Regions from separate parts of the Sus scrofa genome. Here all the other regions are linked to region 1. The links are chromatin contacts, called in public HiChIP or PLAC-seq maps. All regions are on one chromosome and are shown on one strand. Each heading gives the region's core, a stretch centred on a gene start, on an enhancer-like site or on the middle of the called end of the contact. The rest is flanking DNA. Distances are from core to core; before and after follow the strand shown. Region 1 holds the start of PIK3IP1 (phosphoinositide-3-kinase-interacting protein 1). Region 2 holds the start of TBC1D10A (TBC1 domain family member 10A). Region 3 holds the start of SLC35E4 (solute carrier family 35 member E4).

What was found. HiChIP or PLAC-seq counts read pairs in DNA pulled down with a chosen protein or histone mark.
Region 2: an H3K27ac HiChIP or PLAC-seq map of alveolar macrophages shows a contact between it and region 1. The contact joins the promoter of TBC1D10A here to the promoter of PIK3IP1 in region 1. A contact is called at or near these places in 1 of 5 promoter capture datasets (fetal skeletal muscle) and 1 of 2 datasets of contacts at active chromatin or transcription factors (alveolar macrophages).
Region 3: an H3K27ac HiChIP or PLAC-seq map of alveolar macrophages shows a contact between it and region 1. The contact joins the promoter of SLC35E4 here to the promoter of PIK3IP1 in region 1. A contact is called at or near these places in 1 of 5 promoter capture datasets (liver) and 2 of 2 datasets of contacts at active chromatin or transcription factors (alveolar macrophages and skeletal muscle).

What each region holds. Positions count from the first base shown.
Region 1 is chr14:48,049,992-48,053,178 of Sscrofa11.1, forward strand. It overlaps PIK3IP1 (phosphoinositide-3-kinase-interacting protein 1), which reads right to left and starts at 1,669. Exons shown (of 6, transcript XM_001926534.4): 1 at 1,209-1,669; 2 at 166-282; 3 at 1-86. The coding sequence starts at 1,278.
Region 2 is chr14:47,299,983-47,303,169 of Sscrofa11.1, forward strand. It overlaps TBC1D10A (TBC1 domain family member 10A), which reads right to left and starts at 1,558. Exons shown (of 9, transcript XM_021072299.1): 1 at 1,262-1,558. The coding sequence starts at 1,470.
Region 3 is chr14:47,517,106-47,520,292 of Sscrofa11.1, forward strand. It overlaps SLC35E4 (solute carrier family 35 member E4), which reads left to right and starts at 1,497. Exons shown (of 4, transcript XM_021072952.1): 1 at 1,497-3,187.

The DNA of each region.
Region 1 (3,187 bases), core at 419-2,918:
GGGAGCTCCGGCCTCGCCGCTGACATAGCACCAGGGCCCGCGCGGATCCTGGTCCGGGTTCCGGCAGTAGCTGTGGTTGCCCGGGCCTGAGAGAGGAGAGGAGACGCCATGGGCCGGGGCCGGAACGCGGCCGCCGCCCGCCTGTCGCCCGGGGCGGGCACTCACCCGACTCTGGGTCAGATGCCAGGCCGCTCTGCGCGTCCAGCCAGTTGAGGCAGTGGAGGCCCGGCGAGGGGGAGAGCTGGTCAGCCTGGTACAGGTGGCCGTTGTCCCAGAAGCAGCCTGTGAGGAAGAGGAGCCCCCGAACACAGTTGGGCAGGGGAGCGCGGGCCCACCCTGCCTGGGAAATCCTGCCCTCAGGTGGAAAACCCCGCCTGCCTCGCAGAGGATCTGTGAGGCCGGAAAGAGAAGGGAGAGGGCAAGAAGAGCCCCCAGCCGGCGCCCTGCCCCCAGCGCTCAGTGTTAGTTTTTTTCTTTCTTAATTTCTTTCCTTTAAAAAAAAAAAAAAACTGTAAGACTGAAAACACTGCACAGGTGCACAGGGTTGTTGCTCTGGAACTTGTGGCCACTTTGGAGGAGGGTGCGGGGGAGCCCTGGGTTCAGGTCCCTCTGTGGAGACGGTCGGTGGGCGACCAGATCCGAAATTCATCCCTGTGTTGTCACTCTATGTTACATAAACTCTGGTGTTCCCTTCTCTGCGGATATGGCCACACTGCCACAGGCCAACACTCCTTCCCAAGAGAATTCTACAAAAGCTTTGATTCAGTAACGCAAGAGAGAGCCTCAAACGGAGGGAACCTGCCTTTTCGCTGCCTGGATGTGACTCCAAACTCCCACCCTCAGCGGGAGAGCCGAGGAAGGGGCCGGGGAAGGAGAACCTGTGCTCTGGTGACACTGCAAAGCCCCAGAAAAGAACAGGATTTAGGAGTAAGGGGGGATGAACGCTCAAGTTCCATCCAGTCATGAGCCACAGGCAAGGAAAAGCAAAGTAGCTACTTGCCTTTGTTCTTAATGGCAAAGATGGAGCTGCAAGCTCCTGGCAGGGAAAGGAGAAAGGGAAAAAAACAAAACAAAAAAAGCTTTCATGGGACAACCGGAACCTGCTAAAATCTCCCTTTCCTGTCATCATCCTTCCTGCTTGGGAAATAGAGAGCTTTACCCTTTCCGCTTCGTTAAGTTGCTGCAGAAGGAAAAGATTGTAATCTTACCTCCAGATCCATAGGCTTCTGCCAGGAGCATGTTGCTGACAAGGATTGTTTGCACGCAGGCCAACAGCATCCTCACTTCCTTCGTCCTGCAGGTGATTGACCAACCAGGGTCCAGCTAGGGTCCCCTTGGTGGCGGCTCTTCCTCTGGTTCCCAGCCTTGCAGTCAGACCTGCCCTTGTTATGCTCTTCTGGTAAACAGCTTCTCTTTAGAACTGGGAGCTTCCCAGCTAGCTTGCTGCTGCGAGAGGTATTTTTTTTTTTTTTTTTTTTTTTTCTTTCTGGCTGAAAGGCGCCCCCTGGGTCCTAAGCTTCCTATACCAGGCTCATCACTCTACCCTGAGTCAAGAGAGGAACTCAGCCAAGTGAAGAGGCAAAGAAGTTCAGGTTGCTTAGTGGTTCAGCTTGAGACCTGCAGCGGCTGCATCCCCAGGGCCTTTCCTCTCTTCTGTTTCCGTTTGTGTGAGTATAGAAAGAATAGTTTTGTCAAGACACTTCACTGGGGGGCAGGAGGTTTGGAATTACAGTAACCACTTAGGGAGAACATGTCAGCTACACAACCAGGAGGAACTCAAGACTACGGAGAGGGGCACAAATAAGGGCATCCAGGTGGAAGTAGCTCTTTATACCTACCCTTGAGAAAGAAAAAGGGCTTTTGAGATTTATACATATTCATAAACATTGATTTTTTTTTTAAACAGCCAGGGTCAGATCAGTCATATTCCTTTGCTTATATTTGGGGTGTCATATATAGTACGAATATGAGGGGGGTCTCTTTAGTTGAAAATACATATGCCAATGCTGGGATATCTGCTTAGCTATATTTAAGAGTGCCTTTTCAGGCCTGAATTCATATAGAGGAATTAAGTAAAATACTTGCTTTTCCCACCCCACCCTGTGGGAAATCCATTTGCAGCAATTTATATCCATCATTAACAACCCCCCTCCCCATCCGTATGCCTGAGCCCTTTTGGAGTTAGGCAGAACAGCCCTTTTCCTGTTTGGCTGACAGTTCCAGTTCCCAGGCAGCCTCAGTAAACTGAGAGATGGAGCAGAGTGATTCGCCAAGACTACCTTGTGACTCAGGCAAATCTCAAAATAGAAATGGGAGACTGTTTCCATCTGAGGGCTTGCATCTTGCGGGTAGTAATTTAGGGAGGAGGAAAAAAGACTTCATTATTTCAAAAGTTTCAAAAGTTTTATCAGGGAAGAAGGTTAATGCCAAGACAACTAATCTGAAGTGAATTTGCATTCACTACAGTCAGATTTCAGACATGGAAATGATGGACAGAGATGCATTTAGTTTACTCTTTGAAGAAGTTTGCTGACAATATTTGATTCCTTCTATCTACTACATAAGACATGTTGCTTTGTTTTTGCACTTACTTTCCTGTCTCTCTACACAAGCTTTCAATCCTCTGACACCTGACTTTGTCCTCCACTGGGAATTACACCACCAAGTCTGTGAATTTACACACACACACACACACACACACACACACAAGCCAATGTTTTAGAATTTAATAATTCTAACATAATATTCAGGAGTCTTTTTAAAAAAACAATTCTTATTTATTTTACAAAAATTTTAAGAATGTACTATAGGTGTTCCCATTGTGGCTCAGTGGTAACGAACCTGACTAGTATCCATGAGGATGTGGGTTCAATCCCTGGCTCCACTCAGTGGGTTAAGGATCCAGCATTGCCATGAGCTGTGGTGTAGGTGGCAAATGCAGCTGGATCCCAAGTTGCTGTGGCTGATTTGACCACTAGCCTGGGAACTTCCATATGCCGAGGGTGCAGCCCTAAAAAGACAAAAAAAAAAAAAAAAAAAAAAAAAAAAGAACGTACTACAACTGCATGCTAGACACATAGTCTGGATACTGAGAATATATCTGTGAACAAAATATTTGAAATCTCTGCCTTCCAAGAGCTTGTATTCTAGTTGGGAAAGACAGATGTCAAATATATAAAATGTCAGG
Region 2 (3,187 bases), core at 308-2,807, 750 kb before region 1:
CCTTCCATAAGTCATAACAGAGGCTGGAGAAGCTTGGGCAGTCACAAATGGTGAGAGAAGGGGAGGAAGGACCCTCTGGAGTAGGGTCATGGCTGAGTCCTGTGGGCTCCCACAAGTGATTGTATGGGGCTCTCTGTTGAAGAGGAGGCCCATTGCAAGGGAGATTTGTCAATTTTGTGCACAACATTGGTCTCATGTGACAGGACAGGAGGATGGGAGTGGGATCAAGAGTCCATCCTTCCTAAAGGGATCACCAACCCATACATATGATCTCTGTGAGGACTAGGCTCAAGGAGTTCTATGTGGCTGCTCAATTTACCCCACTTAAAGGGAAGGTGCTGCTTCCCTGCCCCACATTTCTCTGCCTGCCAGCTGGGTGCCTGGGTACAGGGGATCTGGGTGTGCTAAGAGCCTGGACCCTGCTGTCTCCTGCTGCTGCCCCCCCAACCCCAGTCTGTGTTTGGAGAGGAGGTGCATGTTTCCACACCATCCACAAAGACAGTCTATTCTGAAGATGAGGTACCATCACCTTGTGGGTACTGGAAAGGGGGAGTGTCTGCCCACCTGTTGCTAATGACAGGGAGAAATCTGCCTCTGAGGGGAGAGGGGAACACGCTCTGCTCTGACCCTTCCATGAGGGGAAGGGACTGTCTGTCCCAAAGAAGGAGGGAACTGACAAATATCAGTCTATTCAGAGGTCTGTGTGTCTTGAGGTGAGGGTCAGTCTGTCCTGGAATGTAGTGTGGGCAGAGAAGTCTGTCCCTCTGAAGTCTGCCTAAGGTATACCCCTGATATGAGGGTAGTGGGCTGCTAAAACAAGGGCATCTGCGGGTCGGGGGCGGGGCGGGGGGGCATGGAGAACATCGGCCTGTTGGGGGAAGGGCGGCCACCTGTGAGCCTGCCCAGGGTGGCAAAGTCAATCAACCCTAAGGCGAGGGTGGTAGTGATGGGGTTGGGACAGGTGTCAATCTGTCCGCAGTTGTGAGGAGAGCCCTTCCTGGGGGCGGGTCAGTCTGTCTGGAGGTGCGAGCAGGAGAGGTGAGGTTGGCCTGCGTGTCCCAGGCTCCAAAGTAGGCTCCAGGGTGAAAGCGGGTCAATCCGCCTGGGGGGAGGTGGGGGTGGGGCAAGGGAGATAAGGGTCGCTGGTTCCTGGTTGAGACACGTCGGTCCTTCCTGAGAGCGGCTCGGTCCGCGTCGAGGCCCTCCTCTCAGGTCCCGCGCCCGCCCCCGGCCCCGGGCCCCGGCCCCCAGCCATACTCACGCGCCCTCGGCGCCTTGCGAGCCCACGATGAAGCCGAACTTGTCGATGCGGCGCTCAGCGAAGCCGTTGGCCTCTGAGTCCGAGCCGAGAGAGCTGAGTTCATCGGCCGTTGCGGCGTCGGGGCCCGGGGCCAGGCTCTCTCGGGTCCCCGACAGGCTCCCCCTGGCTGCGGAAGCGCGCGGCCCGTTTTCTCCGCTGCTCTTCGCCATCCCGGCCGCGCCCGCTGCCTCAGCTTCAGCGGCCACCTCAGCCACCTCAGCCGCCTCAGCCGCCCGACTGCCGCCGACGCCCCGCCCACGTGCCGCGCCCATTGGTCGCAGCAAATCCGGGGGCGGGGCCCTAGGCCTTCCCCGGCGTTCCCTCCCCTCCACACCCAATGGGCGCCGTGGACCCCCAGGGCCCGCCCACCTCCCCCAGGCTGGCGCCAACCGGCCCGACGTGAGGGGGCGGGGCAGCCGTCTCCCGAAGCCCTTCCCCCCTGGGCTGCCAATCACGAGAGCTCACCTGAAAGAGCTCCTCTGGCCTTTCCGGGTTAGCCGCGACCCAGCCAGTCACCTGCAGCGCGGTGCCAGCTGAGGCCGAAGTCGTCCGTTGGGAATTCCGCATCTGCCTTCCAAGCACCCCCCACCCCCGCGAGACCCCAGGGACGTGAGTGAGGATTGCTTCACCCATTCGAGAAGCTCCGAGGAGACCCGCGGTGGTTCTGGGATTCTCCCAGCGACTCTCAGCGACTTAAAACCTAGGCCGAGCTGAAGTTCAGCAGTCCCCCACCCCAACTGCTTCTGGGGCTTTAAGTTAGGGAGACTGGGAGTTCCCTGATTAAGGATCTGGCGGGTTAAGGAACTGGCGTTGTCGCTGCTGTAGCGATCCCTGGCCCAGGAAATTTTGTTTGCCGCGGCCAGACCAAAAACAAACAAACAAACAAACAAACAAAAAAATAGGGAGACCTAGTTAATAAGAATAATGACCATTGTCTATTGAGCCACTCACTGCCCCAAGTTCTACCTACTATCTTTTGTAATTTGTATTTTTCCATCAGCCTTGAGAAAAATCACCTGTTTAAAGAGTATAATTCAATGTTTTAAGCATATTTATAAAGCTGTGCAACCATCACCATAATCTAACTTTAGAACATTTTCATCACCCCAAAAAGAAATTCCTATCCAGGGGTTTCTGTCTTGGCTCACCAGTTAACAAACTCAACTAGGATCCATGAGGATTTTATCCCTGGCCTCCTTCAGTGGGTTAAGGGATATCAACTCACAGAGTCATAATGATAGCTCCTCACTTAAGTACAGGTGAGCTGTGGTAAAGACTGCACACACGGCTCGAATTCTGCATTGCTGTGACCTATGCTGGCAGCTGTAACTCCAATTCAATCCCTAGCCTGGGAACTTCCATATGCCATGGGTTAGACATAAAGCAATTCCTATCCATTAGCAGTCAGTCACTCCCCATCCTTCCTCCCCCACTCCCTGGCAACTGCTAATTGTCTCCAAAGTTCTGTTTTTTTCTGGACATTTCATATAAATGAAATCATATGTATGTGGGCTTTGTGTCTGGCTTCTATCACCCCACATGTTTTCAAGAGTCATCCATGTTGTAGTATGTATCAATTCTTCATTCCTTTTCAAAGCCAAAAACTATTCCATTGTATGGACTTTTTTAATCCACTCATCTGTGGATGGACACTTTGTTTATACTTTTAGTGATTGTGAATAGTGATGCTATGAACACCTGGGTAGAAGTTTTTGTTTCGTTTTGTCTTTTTTTAGGGCCATACCTGCAGAATAATGAAGTTCCCAGGCTAGGGGTCTAATCCGAGCTGTAGCTGCTGGCCTACCGTGCAGCCACAGCAACTCGGCATCCCATCTGCAGACCAGCACCACAGCTCACCACAATGCCTGCTGATTCTTAAACCAGTGA
Region 3 (3,187 bases), core at 247-2,746, 530 kb before region 1:
TCAGTCTCCAAGGTTTAGGGTCTGGGCAGGTAGGAAAAATAGGTGATTTAAAAGATGTTTTGATATTGAAATAAAGATCAAAGTATCTGAAAGCCAAATGAAAAAGGTGACACTGTCTAGGCCCAGGCCTCTAGAGTGCTTATTCACTGTCCTTCCTTAATCTCAGCCCAGGGCACTTTACTGGGGGAATCAGGACCTGCCCTCCTTTGAAGCGTGGGGGCTTAAGAGGTCTATGGCTTACCTCAGGTCACTCAGTCCACCAATTCAAGGGCAGCCAAAGGCAGTGAGGAGATGGAAGTTGGGGCTCAGGCCTTCTCCTGAGTATGGCCCTAGCAGTGACTATGTCACCTTCCAGTTCAGTTCCCCAGGCCCGCTATTTTCTCAGCCTGAGTCCTGAAGCCTGGGGATGGGTCTGACTGGCATAGGCCATCTCCTGACACTGGGTCAGATGTCCAGTCTGGCTCAGTCAGCAGGAACCAAGAAGGGGTATGGATGAGAGGACAGCTGCATCCTCAGTAAGAGTCTGATAAGCAAAGGCCCTCCCTGGGGTTGGGGACCAGGTTTGTTTCTGACCTGCATTTAGATCCGTGTGACTCCATCCAAACTGCGTTCCCCCTCACAGCCTAACTCACAGCTTGGTGGGGGTGGTTGGTTTACAGATGGGGAGACTGAGGCCCCCGCAGTCAAGTGATTTGTCTAGGAACATGCAATGGGGGTGGTTGGTTTACAGATGGGGAGACTGAGGCCCCCGCAGTCAAGTGATTTGTCTAGGAACATGCAATGACAAGAGAGCCCCATCCTACAGCCTCTGTAGCCCACTTGCTGGAAATGGGTTCTTCCTCTCTCCCAGTGCCTCCTGAAGGTGGAGACCCTTCCCAAATCACCTGCTTCCTGTGGGGGGGGGGGTGAAGTGGGGGCGGAGACAGTCAGATCTGAGGGATTTGGGAGCCTGTGGCAGGGCCAGGCTACTGGGAGCTGCTCTGGGCTTTTAGGTGGACCCCAGGGGATGTGAAGGAGCCCCTGCTTCCCTCCATGAAGCTGGGCACCTGCCTCCGTCCCCAGTCTCCCACAATAGCCTGTGGAGAGCTTTACTGCCTGAAGGTCAAGGCAGGTTAAAAACTGGAGCTCTCCAGCCAGACAGACTAAGTCTGAATCCCCCACTGTGCTTTGTGGCAGTCTTGGAGGAGGTATAGACACTGCCTACCACTCCCCACTAACTCAGCTCTGAGAAGATCAGGGGGTTATTTATTATGTTTTTTTATTTTTATTTTTATTTTATTTTTTTGTCTTTTTGCCTTTTCTAGGGCTGCACCCATGGCATATGGAAGTTCCCAGGCTAGGGGTCTAATCAGAGCTGTAACCACCAGCCTACACCAGAGCCACAGCAACACGGGATCCGAGCCTCATCTGCAACCTACACCACAGCTCACAGCAAGGCTGGATCCTTAACCCACTGAGCAAGGCCAGGGATTGAACCTGCAACCTCATGGTTCCTAGTCGGATTCGTTAATCACTGAGCCACGATGGGAACTCCAAGTTTTATTTTTTTAATTAAAGCTTACTGGAAACTGACAAAATCTTAAAAAGAATATAACCCTTAGGGGCCCTAGTTCCTCCTCTTCAGGAAATGTGGGGCGAGGTGGGCTGCCCCTTGACTGGCTCAGTTTCCCTCCCACAACCCCTCCTGGAGAAACGCTGTTTAAATAAACACCTATATATTTTGGTCCTTCGCTTGGAAATCTCCTGCCCTACAATTCGTAGTATTCAGCAGTGATTTGAAGGCTCCTATAGGTATTAGAATCATCAGAGGCAAATGAAGAAAAAAAAAAAAAGCACACTCCTGGGCCCACCAGATGGCATGTGATTCAGCAGGTCTGAATCAGCAGTGAGGCTGGGGATTTTAATTCCAGCCCAAGGATCATGATGGGGATTAGGGAACACTTGCAGTAATTCTCTGTTCTGGCCACCAGAGGGTGCCAGGGACCGTGTTAAGGGTCTCCCTTTGAGGTCTTGTTCCTCTAGACAGGTTGCCTTCATCAAGGACTTGCTGGTCAAACAGGCTAGGGGTGAACAGTATCCCAGCTGGCAGGAGCTCCCACAGAAGGAAACCGGGCATCAGAAAAGAGGCTCACAGCGGGCACTGGGCACTTGTGATTCTTGCATATCTGACTCTAGAGCTAAGAGAGGCCAGGGCTCAGCCTGGAATTCCTATCAGCCTGTCCTGTTTTGGGGTGTGCTGTTTACCCAAACCTCAGCTCTGAGACTAACCGTCCATTCTGATGGAAAAGCCAAGACTCAGGCAGGGGCAAAGGCTTAATGGCAGCTGCTCTGGCTCCCAGCCCACCTGGGGCTCATGTCCTGCCAGGAATGGGGACAGAGAATGGACACTAGGAAGTCCAGCTGTGAACCAGCCTCCAGTGCCCAGGAGATGGGACAGGGCCTGCTGGCCAGGGATAGATGCTGGCTGGCGGGGCCCTGCTTCCGCAGCTGTGGGTGGCCTTGGTGAGTCAGCTTTCCTCTGCCTGCCTAGAGGGGGCCCGCCCTGGGCTGGGAGAGGGAGGTGTTCGGATTAGGGAGGGGCATTAAGGTGCCCCGGTGGTCCAGCTCTTCTGGATGCTGAGGTCCCACGGGATATAACTGTGGCCCCGAGGCCCATCTTCGAAGGAGGTCTCCCGGGGTGGGTGTCCTTGAAGATGGAATCTCTGGAGAGGCTAGGGCTCTTTATCAGGCTCCCTCAGAAAGATACCCCGTGGTCTCCTGCTCTGTGTTCGTCTCTAAGAGGCTTGCCACGGCACTAGGTGGGGAGAGGCCTGATCCCCCACCAGTAGGGTAAATGGGAACAGACTGGCTGACCACTCCCGTGAGGGGGGGCTCTGCTGGCGGAGGGAATGCTAGGCGGATGGGGGAGAGACGGAGAGCCGGCAGCTTGTGGGCGGGGCCTAGCCAGAGGTGACGCCCGAGGCTCAACCCAATTTTCCGGGTGGGGCGAGAGGGGCGGCCGCGGAGGCGGGGCCTAGAGCGTGGAGCCTTGCCCTCCGCCCGAGCCTGGCGGGATCTGCCGCCGCAGCCTGAACCGCAGCCGGAGCCGCTTGGAGCCGGAGCTGGAGCGCAGGCCCTGCCGGAGCCGAGCTGAGCCGAGCTCGCCGCTGGGCACCGGCCGGAACAGGGGCCCGCGTATCAGCCCGCT